2 separate regions of the Anas platyrhynchos genome follow, and region 1 is linked to region 2. The links are chromatin contacts, called in public Hi-C maps. All regions are on one chromosome and are shown on one strand. Each heading gives the region's core, a stretch centred on a gene start, on an enhancer-like site or on the middle of the called end of the contact. The rest is flanking DNA. Distances are from core to core; before and after follow the strand shown. Region 1 holds the start of FGD3 (FYVE, RhoGEF and PH domain containing 3). Region 2 holds the start of CARD19 (caspase recruitment domain family member 19).

Region 1 (5,761 bases), core at 1,333-3,832, 190 kb before region 2:
TAGCATAGCTGGATATGGATCTACAGCTTGCAACTCAGCAATAGGTTGAGTGCTGTGCTTTTACTCAAACTGTGCCCCAAAGCACAATCCCAGGTTTTGTTCCCCACACTTTTAAATGACTGAATTCCTCTCAATTCAGGGGGAAAAATAAAGCAACTACACAATATTCAGAGGAAGTGTCCCTTCCTGTTACAAAACCAATTCTGTAGCAGTTTTGCTTTTTCAGCCTATCTTCCCAGTAGCTTTTATTCCTTCAACTCCTTAGCAGAGTTGCAAAAAAGAGTACTTCTTTTATTTGTTGCTTATCCACTGATATTGCTCTCTGACTCCAAATTACTTACCTTGGTTGAAGACATAGCTTATTCGTAGATTTAAAGAAACTTACACTGGCCCTTTGTTACAATCCTGGTTGGCCAAAAGTAATGGCCACAAATTAATGTTTACTTAAATTGTAAACTCCCTCCAGAATTACTCATTGAATTCAACAGGTTCTGGTCAGAGATGCAAATTAAATACTGCCCATGCCCAGACCATAAAAGTTGAGAGTACCTACAATAAAAAATGCTCTAATTGAAAGAAACAATGAAACCAAAATGTTGGATAGGATGGCGCAAGAAGCGGATGGAAATAAATCAATCATTTTATTAAAGAACAATGGTTATTTGTAATGGTGCTATACATAAATATATGCCTAAAATAAACACTTATTTGTCTTAGCTTTATGCATTATGGTAAGGACTTCATTTTGTTTAGAGCAAAGAACCTGGATAATTTCCAATAATTTTTAAGCCTGTTTTTGTTGCTGAGCATCAGTCCTATATGATAAGCATGTAACAATAACTGGTAAGCTGTGATCTGCTCTGATGAAAGTACTTCAGAGAGAAGCTGTCTCATTATTCTAAAGGACAGGACTAATTTCATATACAGGAAGGAGTTTAATCTCTGGAAGGGTTGGTTGTATGTTAAATTCCTATATTAATGCTTTGAGGCTGGTCTTGAAATACATCTTACAGATGTGATTTCAAAAGAAACATCAAGAAATCCAGGCTGGCTCCTTACTGATAAATTTCCTTCAGGCCTCCATAGTCTGGTTTAACTGGACCTTATTCATGGCTTTACTCCAGAACAGCTAGTCTTTTTGTTTGGGAATAATTAGTCCAAAGAAATCCATTTTATGAATTTCATTACAATAACGTTCTTCTGCTCCACCACAATATTAAAGTTACTCAAAACCGTATTTCCATGATGGGACCTACATCATGGCTAGTTAGTTGTCTCAGGGAAAAGATAAGGAGCAAAGATTGATTATTGGGTAATGAAAAATAGACTAAAGCCTAATATAGTTAATTTCTGAATTTACTGTTTTGCATTTTTTCCTAAGGGGAAATGCCTTTCGGAAGACAGTTTTCTCATTTTTGTTCTTTGGAGATAAATTGTTTGATATGTGTTTTTAAGCTTAATTTGGTTGTTTTACTTGGTATTATTCAGTCCTTGCAATGAGTGGTTGATGATCTTACCTCTCAGAAAGCTGTCCTTTAAACATGTACTTCATCTGAAGACAGTGTTTTAGCATGGCTGTAGCACACCCTCTGCAGAAGGGCCACTCTGACCACAAGAGCAATGCTTCATCAGCACAGCATTAATGCCCCATTGCCTGTGAAGGACAGCATCACCCTTCAGTTCCTGGCACATTCTTCTCCCTGACAAAGACACAGAGCAATGAGTCAGTCCTGGTCTGCCTTTTCAAGAAGCTCTGAAACGACATATGGTTTGGTGTGGCTTTCTGGGAGGTGAGCAGCATTTGGTTGTCTGAGGGGACTGCACAACAGGGCTCATATTCTCTTTGCTTTCCACTCAAGATGTAAGGGAAAGGGCAGCAGTTTGGAGAGCCATCCACGGCCCTGGGACAGATGCTTTCAGCTTGGCCCTGCTACATGCCCAATAGCCACCCTCAGCAGCTGCACAAAGAGCTTTTGGCACTGATGGCAACAGCTGGTGTGGGAGCTGGGAGCCTTGTGAAGCTGAGGAGCAGCTGAGGGAATTGGCGTTGTTTAGTCTGGAGGAGGCTCAGGGAGACCTTATTGCTCTCTACACCTGCCTGAAAGGAAGGTGTGGGGAGCTGGGGGTCGGCCTCTTCTCACAGATAACTAGTGATAGAACAAGGGGGAACGGCCTCAAGTTGCGCCAGGGGAGGTTGAGGTTGGAAATGAGGAGACATTTCTGCTCAGAAAGAGCAGTCAGGCATTGGGACGGGTTGCCCAGGGAGGTGGTGGCGTCCCGGTCCCTGGGGGTGTTCAAGGAAAGGTTGGACGTGGCGCTTGGGGACATGGTTCAGTGGGTGACACTGGTGGTAGGGGGTGGTTGGAACAGATGATCTTGGAGGGCTTTTCCAACTCAATGGTTCCGTCATCCAAACAACAGGGCGGCAGGGCTTCGCCCTGGGCCGCCTCAAGATGGATCAGACCCATCAAGCGGGGCAGCCCGCGGTCCCGGGCGGCAGCCGCGCCTCCGGGAGGCGGCCACGGCGCTGCTGAGGAGCCCGGAGCCCGGCAGCGCCGTCCCCCGGCCCCGGGGCGCTCCCTTCCCCTCCGCCGCCGCCGGCCGGGCCGCGAGGGACGGGACGGGGCGGGGAGGCGTGAGGGGGCTTCACCGCCCCGCCGCGGCCTGCGGGCACGAAGCGCCAGGCCGGCGGGGCGATCCCATCCCCTCCGCTCCCCTCCGCTCCCCGCCCCGCCCGGGCCGCGCCGTGCCGAGGCGGGCGGCGGGAGCCCCTCCCGCCTCCGCCGCCTTCAGGGGCGCCTCGTCCCGCTGGCGGCGCCTCACGGCGCGATGCAGCTGCAGTGGGAGGGAGAGGAAACCCACCCCCCTCGCCCGGCGGCCGCCTTTGTAACCGCGCAGCCCGGCCCGACTCGCAGCGGCTCGGCGAGCGCCGGAGCGCGGCGGCGGGAGCAGATGGAGCCGGAGGGTAAGGCTGCGACCCCGGGCCGGGCCGGGCCGGGCCCCCGCGGGGCTGCTCCGTGCGGGCTCCGCGCCGCGCCTGCTGAGTCCTCGGCGGGGCTCGGGCTGCCCGGGCCGGCGGGGAACTTCTTTCTCTCCCCTTCTGCCTCTCCGTTTCTCCCTCCTCCTCCTCCTGTGCCCGGCTCGCAGCCCTTCTCCGCGGGGCGAGACCCTGGCGGGAGGCCCCCGGCTCCAGCCCGGGCTCCGGCCGCGTTTTGGGGCGCCCCGGGGGCTGGCGGCAGGGCCCCGAGCCCCGTCCCGGGCTGACAATGCCCGGGGACCGCGGCTCTGCGGGAACGCGGTCCTGAGCTGCGCAAATGTATTTTTAGGTCTCCTAAAACCACATAAAACCCGTCCTGTTAAACACTTATTTTGGTAAGGCTATTATTAACGGCACAGATCAAATTTGTTTCCTGCCAATCCATATTTAGGCACTCGTGAAATGCCAAGTTTTTTCTCCGCTCTCTCCTTTTTAAATACCTTTTGGAGCTGTTAGTAGTTATAATGTAAACCATTTCTAGTTGCAAATTGGAAACCTCTGAGCCATAATGGTCTGTTGCATTTAGCTGGCTGGCTCTTGTAAGCTCTACATTCTCATGCAAAAAAAAAAAAAAAAAAAAAAGCCTAAAAAACTTACGAGATTCATGTTTTAAAAATTGGCTGCATACATACATCGTAGCTGTTTTTTAAACCTCAGTACCTAAGTCACATTTTCCATTCCAAGCATTGAGAGTGGTTAAACTGTGTTAAAGGGATAGCTCTACCTTGGTTCCTGTGCGAGCTTTGGGGAATTTTAGCACAAAGGAAAATGGCTCTACAATGTAACAGAACTGGGGGCTAGCGCTTCTTGCAGTGCCTGAAACACAGCAGCACCAAGGACTGAAAGGGACTATTGGCAATTGTTAATGGCCAGAATTGGGTTTGTTGTCCACGCGGAGAGGCGTACAGAATGTAAACGGAATACATCTGGTGACGAACACACTGATAAAAATATTTTTTTACATTCTTTAAGATGTACATTTGTACTAGTAAGCCAGCTTTCACACCATTAGAAATTAGAATGCTTTACTTATACAGATGATATTCGAGCTAGCAGAACCGTATTTATAAAGTCATACTAAGCAAACTGGGTTTGTTCGTATATCTCCTTAGCTTAATAAAGCTGGAGGAAAATGATAAAAATAAAATTGAATTTAAATGAGTTCCTTCTTTTGAAGAAATAAATCCTTGTGTTGTACAAATGCAGTTTCTCTTCTGCCCTACTTCTTGGGCAGGTAAAGGCTGGATCAACCCAAGAAAGATCACAGTGAGTTGCAGACCTGCTGAGATTTACCGTCTGCCCTGGCTTCAGGGCTATTCAGACAATCTGACTCCTGGCATCTCCTGGGCTACTCGGGTACTTCAGTATGTTAAGCTTGGAGACGGTCCTCCTGTGTGGATTTGAGCCTGCAGGAGGTGACCAGGGATACCTGTGTTAGCAGCCTCTCCGTGAGTTACAGAAGGCTCCCAGGTTAGCCACTGGTAGGTAGGTGCTCTAACTACCCCACCGTATGCACGAATGTGTAGCTTTGTTGGCTGTGGTTGTCTTCAGGGACTAAGAGAGAGTTATTTCTGTTTGCCAAGTTACAGCACCTACAGTGTGGTGATCTAACTCACATATGTAGATGCTAACCTTGCTCCTGGGACTTTGATCAAATGTGTCCTGCTCACATCATTCCTGAAGGAGGCTGGAGGTGGAGTACCCTTCAGTGCGGCTCCTGGCATTTAAATGTACGTCTAGAACACTTGCTGAAGACGAATCTAGGACCCTGTCTTCCCAGAGGAACTCTGTCTCTTTATAGATACATAAGGTAGGAGATCCTTAAGGCATCTTCCACAGAGATGATAAAGAAAGATAGGGGATGGTAGTAGGCTACCCTTTCCTTAAGGAAATCTAGCGTGGTCTAGCAGTGCCACAGGAACTACTGACCTGGAAAACTCTTGTGGATGCCCCCTGTACCACATCACTTGAGGCAGTAATGTGCAAAGAGTTTGGGACTTGAAAGCTTATTTGGTCTTGAAGTGACTCAGAGATGGAGGAAAGGATGTTCATACCACTGAAAATGATGAAATCAACAGAGAGCACTGAAAATCCTTGTGGCTTCTTGTGTGGGATGAGCTTCTGTAGCATGCTCAAAAAGGAGGAAGAGTGTCCGAGGCCAGTAGCAGTGGGAGCAGGTTGCTGAGGCACTGGGGCTCCGGGAGGAAAGGCATGGGAAGTCAGAGTCCAAGGTGATGATTTTTCCCTTGTGCATTCTTTGCATTGTGATATTTTCAAGATGGGCTCTGTGACCTTTTCCCCCCCCCTAAGCAACGCGAGATTTTTATGCTGCAAGCTCAGTGATTAAGTTGTTAGGTGTTTGTTTTGAAGGAAGCCTTGCTCTCAAGCAACCTGCATGGGATGGTGTGGTTTGGGGACTGCTGCCCTCTGAAAGCCTATCTAAAATTTGTGCGTTTTCCACTCGTTTTCAGTGCCTAACATCCTTAAGGCAGTCTTTAGGAGCAGCTTTGTCCTGCATGAACCATTGAGCGGGTTTGATGGGCACTGGATGAACGCTCTTGTTCCTGACTGAGGCTGATCTGCTTCTACAGCCCTTACTCAATGATAATTGATATATTGCTTTAAAAGTGTCTGTACCTACTTTTGTTTTAGGTGTCTTGTTAAGTTTATCAGACTCCAGTCACATTGATGCAAGTGTTCCTCCTTTGGTTAGTGTGCCCGAGT
Region 2 (5,164 bases), core at 2,596-5,095:
ATCTCAACCTAGGCTTAAACAGAGCTGTGGGTGTGCGAGAGAAGTGTTCTGGTCTGCTGGTAACATGCCTGGTTTTCTGCACCATCATGATGGAAGGTAAAGAAACAAATAGTCCAGGAGAAACCAACAGTGATAAAAGGCTTAGGAAGCAGGGCTTCTGAGGAGAGCCTAGGGGAACCCTGTGTGTGTAACACAGGAACAAGAAGACCAAGGTGGGATGTGGTATTTCCAGCACATAAAAAAAACAAAACAAAACAAAAAACAAAACAAAACAAAAAAAAACACTTCTTATAAAGAGGATGGAGATAATTTGTTCTGTGTATGCCTTGTAGGTGAGATAGTAAAAAAAAAAAAAAATCCCCTGCAATTTGCAACAAAGCAAACCTTTGAACTGAGGGAGGGTGATGAGGTAGATGACCCAGGAAGGCTGGAGGGTCACAGGGAGGTGAGGTTTTAAAAACAGATAAGGTACACACGTGAAGGTGCTGCCTCCCTGCAGGTATTTTGCATTTCCTCCCTATTCTGCATCTCTGGGATTATGTTAATTGTATTTCAACAATTAAGGGGATTAAAGAGGATTTAGCTCCCCATTGTTTTAATGTTATCATATGACTTTAAACACTACAATATGATTGCAAGTTGCTGGGTGAAATAAACTGCCCTGGGATGTCTGGGCGAACACGCTGTGTAAGAAGGGAGCCCAGTTACCCTGCCCTACAGACAGGGCCAATCTGAGCAATGTGTAACGGGGGAAAGTAAAACCTTGAGATCGTGGGGATACTGATGGCCATGGGAAACAACGGCACCGGTGGGTACATTTACTGTCTCTGTGCCGGAGCATTGGATCACTGTCATTTATTAAGGCCTCTAATACAAGAAGCAGCAAAGTCGCAACAAGATAAGGAAACAACACCCATGCTGTTTTTGTAAGATTTGTGGCTCTGTTCCCTCTGGGACTGTGCTTAGTTTATGACAGTTGCACCCCCTGGAGTTGGCTTTATTGCTCATGTAAACATTATTTATTGTCAGGAGGAAAATGAGTGCTGTGCAGGAAGGAGATGAAAGTAGCTGGGAATCTAAAATAGACACTTAAAAACTCACATTTATTAAGTTAACCCTTAAATGTTTGCTACCAGTGATTTCAAAAGAATTCAGGTTCCCATTTCTGCTACCGAGGCCGTGTATTTCTTTGTGCATGTTATGGAACTGGTGGCTTGCAATTAAGGACCAAGTTAAACACTGCAAGCTGCATAAACAAGCACAAGGCAGCCCCCTTCCTGCATAGGTGCTTATAAGTTAATTGATGTACATTAGCGTATGATAGGATAATTCTTCACAGATTAAAAAAATGCCAACAGTGTTTACCAGAGCAGTCGCTCATTTCCGTTCCCTCACGCTGTGTTTTAAAGGAGCTTTCCCAGAGCAGGCAGCTCTGCTGAGGCTGTTGCACTGGTCTCTTGTTAAGCTCTGACTGCTTGCAGGAAACCAAAAGATGATTTTTAAGATCTTATGCTAAATACTAAACAGGGAATGTTTTTTAAGCCAGCTGACATGATATTTGCTATGGGAAAGTATCTGATCCTTACTGCCTTTTAAATGAAAATTCAGACTTTGAAAGAAATGAAAGAGAATGCATTTGCCATGCTCGAATCACGAAGGGCCTGAGCCTCAATGTACCAGCTGCTCCACAGGGGAATCCAGCGCATCCAGCCCTGGCAGAAACACCTCCCCGGGGAGCACCTGCTTCAGCTGTGGGATAACACAGGGCTCAGCATTGCTGGATCCTGTGATTTTTGTCACAAGTCTCGTGAGATTTTCTTTAGCTACAAATATAAGGTGGGTGAATACGTGAAAATCACAGCTTCCATTTATAAATAAGTGAGTGTCTCACCCTTGTACTTGAAGGGAGAAGTTTCAGACCTGAAGTGTCAGACAGCAGAAGTAAACCACAAGTCTCTTGCCTTTCTCTGATGACAATGACATGACTCAGGGGTGGCCTGACTCCTGATTGAAGAGCACCTGGAGCTGTCAAATGTGTGCGTGGCCTTCAAATGTCCAATATGTCTGAAAAAAGGGGAAGAATGCATTTTGATGTGGCCAGAGCAAGGAAGCTTGGGATGGATATTGGAGTACCTACTGCAGAATGAACATTGCTCTCATGGAGCTTTCCACAAAGATTTTTGGAGAGGTCAGCTTTCACCAGGCACCTGCCCCTTGGGAAGTATTTAATGTGCTGTTTTCCTCTGCATGCTCTGCTGCCGTGAATCTAATTTTTTTATGGTATAGTATTTTTCAAAGCTTCCATGCACCTGAGAAGTCTGGGATCTGGAGAAGAGACAGGACTGTGACACTGCTGGGGCACGAAGCTTGCAGGAGGTGGCTGATGCCATAGAGCAGGGCTGGCGGGATGCCCTCTGGCCGCAGCACACCCTGCAGGAAGGGCAGGACAGAGGCGGCTGATGGCCCAGATCTCCAACCATCTGCTTCCCAAACCTCCCGGTCAGCAGTGATGCCTTGGAAGCTGAGTAACTAAATGAATCAGCTATAACTTATTGTCAGATGTAAATGGCTTGTGCAACTATTTTAGTTTTTAGGTTTTGGTTTTAAATGTCATGCAGCACAACTTCTTAATAACTAATTGAATGGTAGACGTAATTGAATCTTCTGCTTGGAAGGACCAAGCAGAAAACCTGTCACCACGCCAGCTGGTAGCCTCTGAGATGATTCTGTGCAAATTCTCCCCAAATCATGTTCCCCTAAAAGCGATACAAGGAGCCTCATTTGTTTCTTCCTTCAGTAACAGGAGGAGGGGATTTTTTTACTTTTTTTTTTTTTTTTTTTTTTTAAGGACTGTTATGAAGAAGGTTGATTTACAGTGCTGGTGTTGAAAGGCTCTTGTACAACCATTCCACAACAACTAGCCATGTCTATTGTCACTGCAACCAGAAGATATCAACTGATGGAAATGCTGTACAGTTTCCAGCTCTCTGCATGACAAGACATTTCAAAAGCCAGTCTCCATTCCTGGTAGCTGGTGCTAATGCAAATGCAATGATGGAAATGTGAAACTCCTCTGGCAGACCAGCAAGCAAGGGAATGAAAGTTCATCTGGTGGAAGGCAGAAGTGAAGCAGCTTGTTCCCTGGATCCCTGGTGCTATACTTAAGCACGCATGTGTTCAGACTGTCCATGTGTTTCAAGGTCAGGGTGGTATGGAAATGCTCACAGTAGTGTTTCCCACAGGAGGTATGTTGCATCTATGAGCTGCGATCTGCAATAGCTTCAAATCCACACCCAGATGCTGGCCTTGAATTCATAAAGCCTGTGGGCTGTGTGCGGGCTGCACAATGTCCTTTTTGTCCTTCCTGGACAGTGGTGGTCAGGTGAGGCACTGGGGCTAGCAGGGTGGTCACTTCCCTGTGAGGATGCTGCACACACGGTGGCTTTGTTCTCTGCTGGAGCTGGGCTGAATCTCAGCTTACCAGCTCTGCCAGCTGTTTATTTATACACCTATGTTAAGGAGAGGATGCTCAGTTGGCTTTATTTGCTTCCTGCCTTCACAAAATTTCAATGTTTAGGGGTTTTCAGAAAAACAAACAAACAAAAAACACATAATGGGACGAGTATTTTACTCCTTTACATAATTTGTTTTTTTTTTTGTTGTTGTTATTTTGTTTTGTTTTTTGTTTGTTTTTTTAAAAAGGGATCAGATATCAAGCCGCGTGGTTTTGAACACATATGTGAAGCTCTTTGTCACCCCACGTACAACCTCACAGCACTGTCTGTGGTATTTCCGACGTGAGTTACAGCCGATATATGAGGGCTTATTCTACGTGCCGACCTCTGCGGTGTGCCAGGAGCAAGGGGTGCTCCGTTTTTGCGCTGTCTGTGCAACCTTTGCGTCCTGCCAATGCCGCCAACATTCCCAAGGACACAGTGGGTGGCTCCCTGCTGTCACAGCCACCAGAAGCGAAACCTGCCCCGGGCCCCCCCCCCGAGGCTGGGCCGCCAGGGAGCGAAGCTCTGTGGTGGAGCTTCCGCCCTGGCGTCTGGAGCCAGAAGGAAAAAGAAAAAAAAAAGAAAAAAAGAAAACCACCACCACAAGCGGGGGGAGCGGCCCCACCGCCGCCCGGACCATGCTCTACAGAACGTGTAAGTGAGGGGGGCTCGGGCAGTCCCAGCGCATCTCCTCCTTGAACGCAGGGTGAGACTAGGTTGAAACCCGTGTTTTGTTCATCCCTGCAGGGCTCTGGTCCCGTTCAGCTGGGGGAAAGTGGAGACTCATGTTGTGATTTAACAGTTAACGGATAGAATGAGGAAACGCGGCATGCTGACGCCGCCATGGCAAGGGAAAGGCTTAGTAAATGAAGTAACTTGATAAATAAAGAAATCAGGCGGTTTCGCAGGGGGAAGCAGCGATCGCGTTAGAGATCAGCTACCCAGGAAATGCATCTGCTGCCCTTGTACAAGCTGGGAAATGAAACTCAGTCAGGTCGCTTCATCTGGCTGCTAGGCTGGGGGGGGGGGGGAAGCCTGAGAGAAATCCCAGAGGCTGAGAAGCCAGACCAGCCCCGCGGTCCAGCTTGGCTGGCAGCAGGGAGCGAGGACCTGGCCCAGGGCTGCTCTGTCTGTGACCGTTTTGAAAATAAAGCACAATTTGCCTCACAGGGCACAAGGGTTTCATTTAGCCCTTTATGCCCAGCTTGTCCCGGCTGCTGGTCCTGAAAGCTGTGCTCCATTTCTGGCTGTGCTCTTTGAATGTCACGGGCCTGGCTGTGGGAGGGGACTTGGTGGCCGGATCCTGCCAAGGCCAGGCCCCAGCACGGGTGATGTGTGTGTGGGACGCGGCCGTGTCCCCCCCCAGCGCCCCGCCGCCTGCCTCCTGTACCTGCCTTCCCGAAGCAACCTTCGTGGCGGTAAGGTTACAGCAGGCAGACGTGCCACGGGCATGAGGAGAAGCTTTATTTAACCCTTGATGCTTGCATCATTATCTGAGCCTGCAGGACAAAAATATCTCCAGGCAATGTGTCAGTGTACGCTGCGGCACTCCTGAGCGGTTGCTTTGCACTTCCATTCCACAGCGCTCAGAAACACTGCCTGCTAAATACCATTTGTGTCAGAGGTTTCAGTCTGTGTCACAGTAAGGCTACCAGGTTTTCAGGTCT

The links. A called contact is a pair of places that touch in the nucleus more often than the background predicts.
Region 1: a contact with region 2 is called in a Hi-C map of subcutaneous adipose tissue, with 2.1 times the contacts expected there. The contact joins the promoter of FGD3 here to the promoter of CARD19 in region 2. A contact is called at or near these places in 2 of 8 Hi-C or Micro-C datasets (skeletal muscle and subcutaneous adipose tissue).

The regions. Positions count from the first base shown.
Region 1 is chr13:20,278,529-20,284,289 of IASCAAS_PekinDuck_T2T, reverse strand. FGD3 (FYVE, RhoGEF and PH domain containing 3) reads left to right here and starts at 2,582. Exons shown (of 19, transcript XM_027467624.3): 1 at 2,582-2,965. The coding sequence starts at 2,830.
Region 2 is chr13:20,091,265-20,096,428 of IASCAAS_PekinDuck_T2T, reverse strand. It overlaps CARD19 (caspase recruitment domain family member 19), which reads left to right and starts at 3,845. Exons shown (of 7, transcript XM_072044398.1): 1 at 3,845-4,151.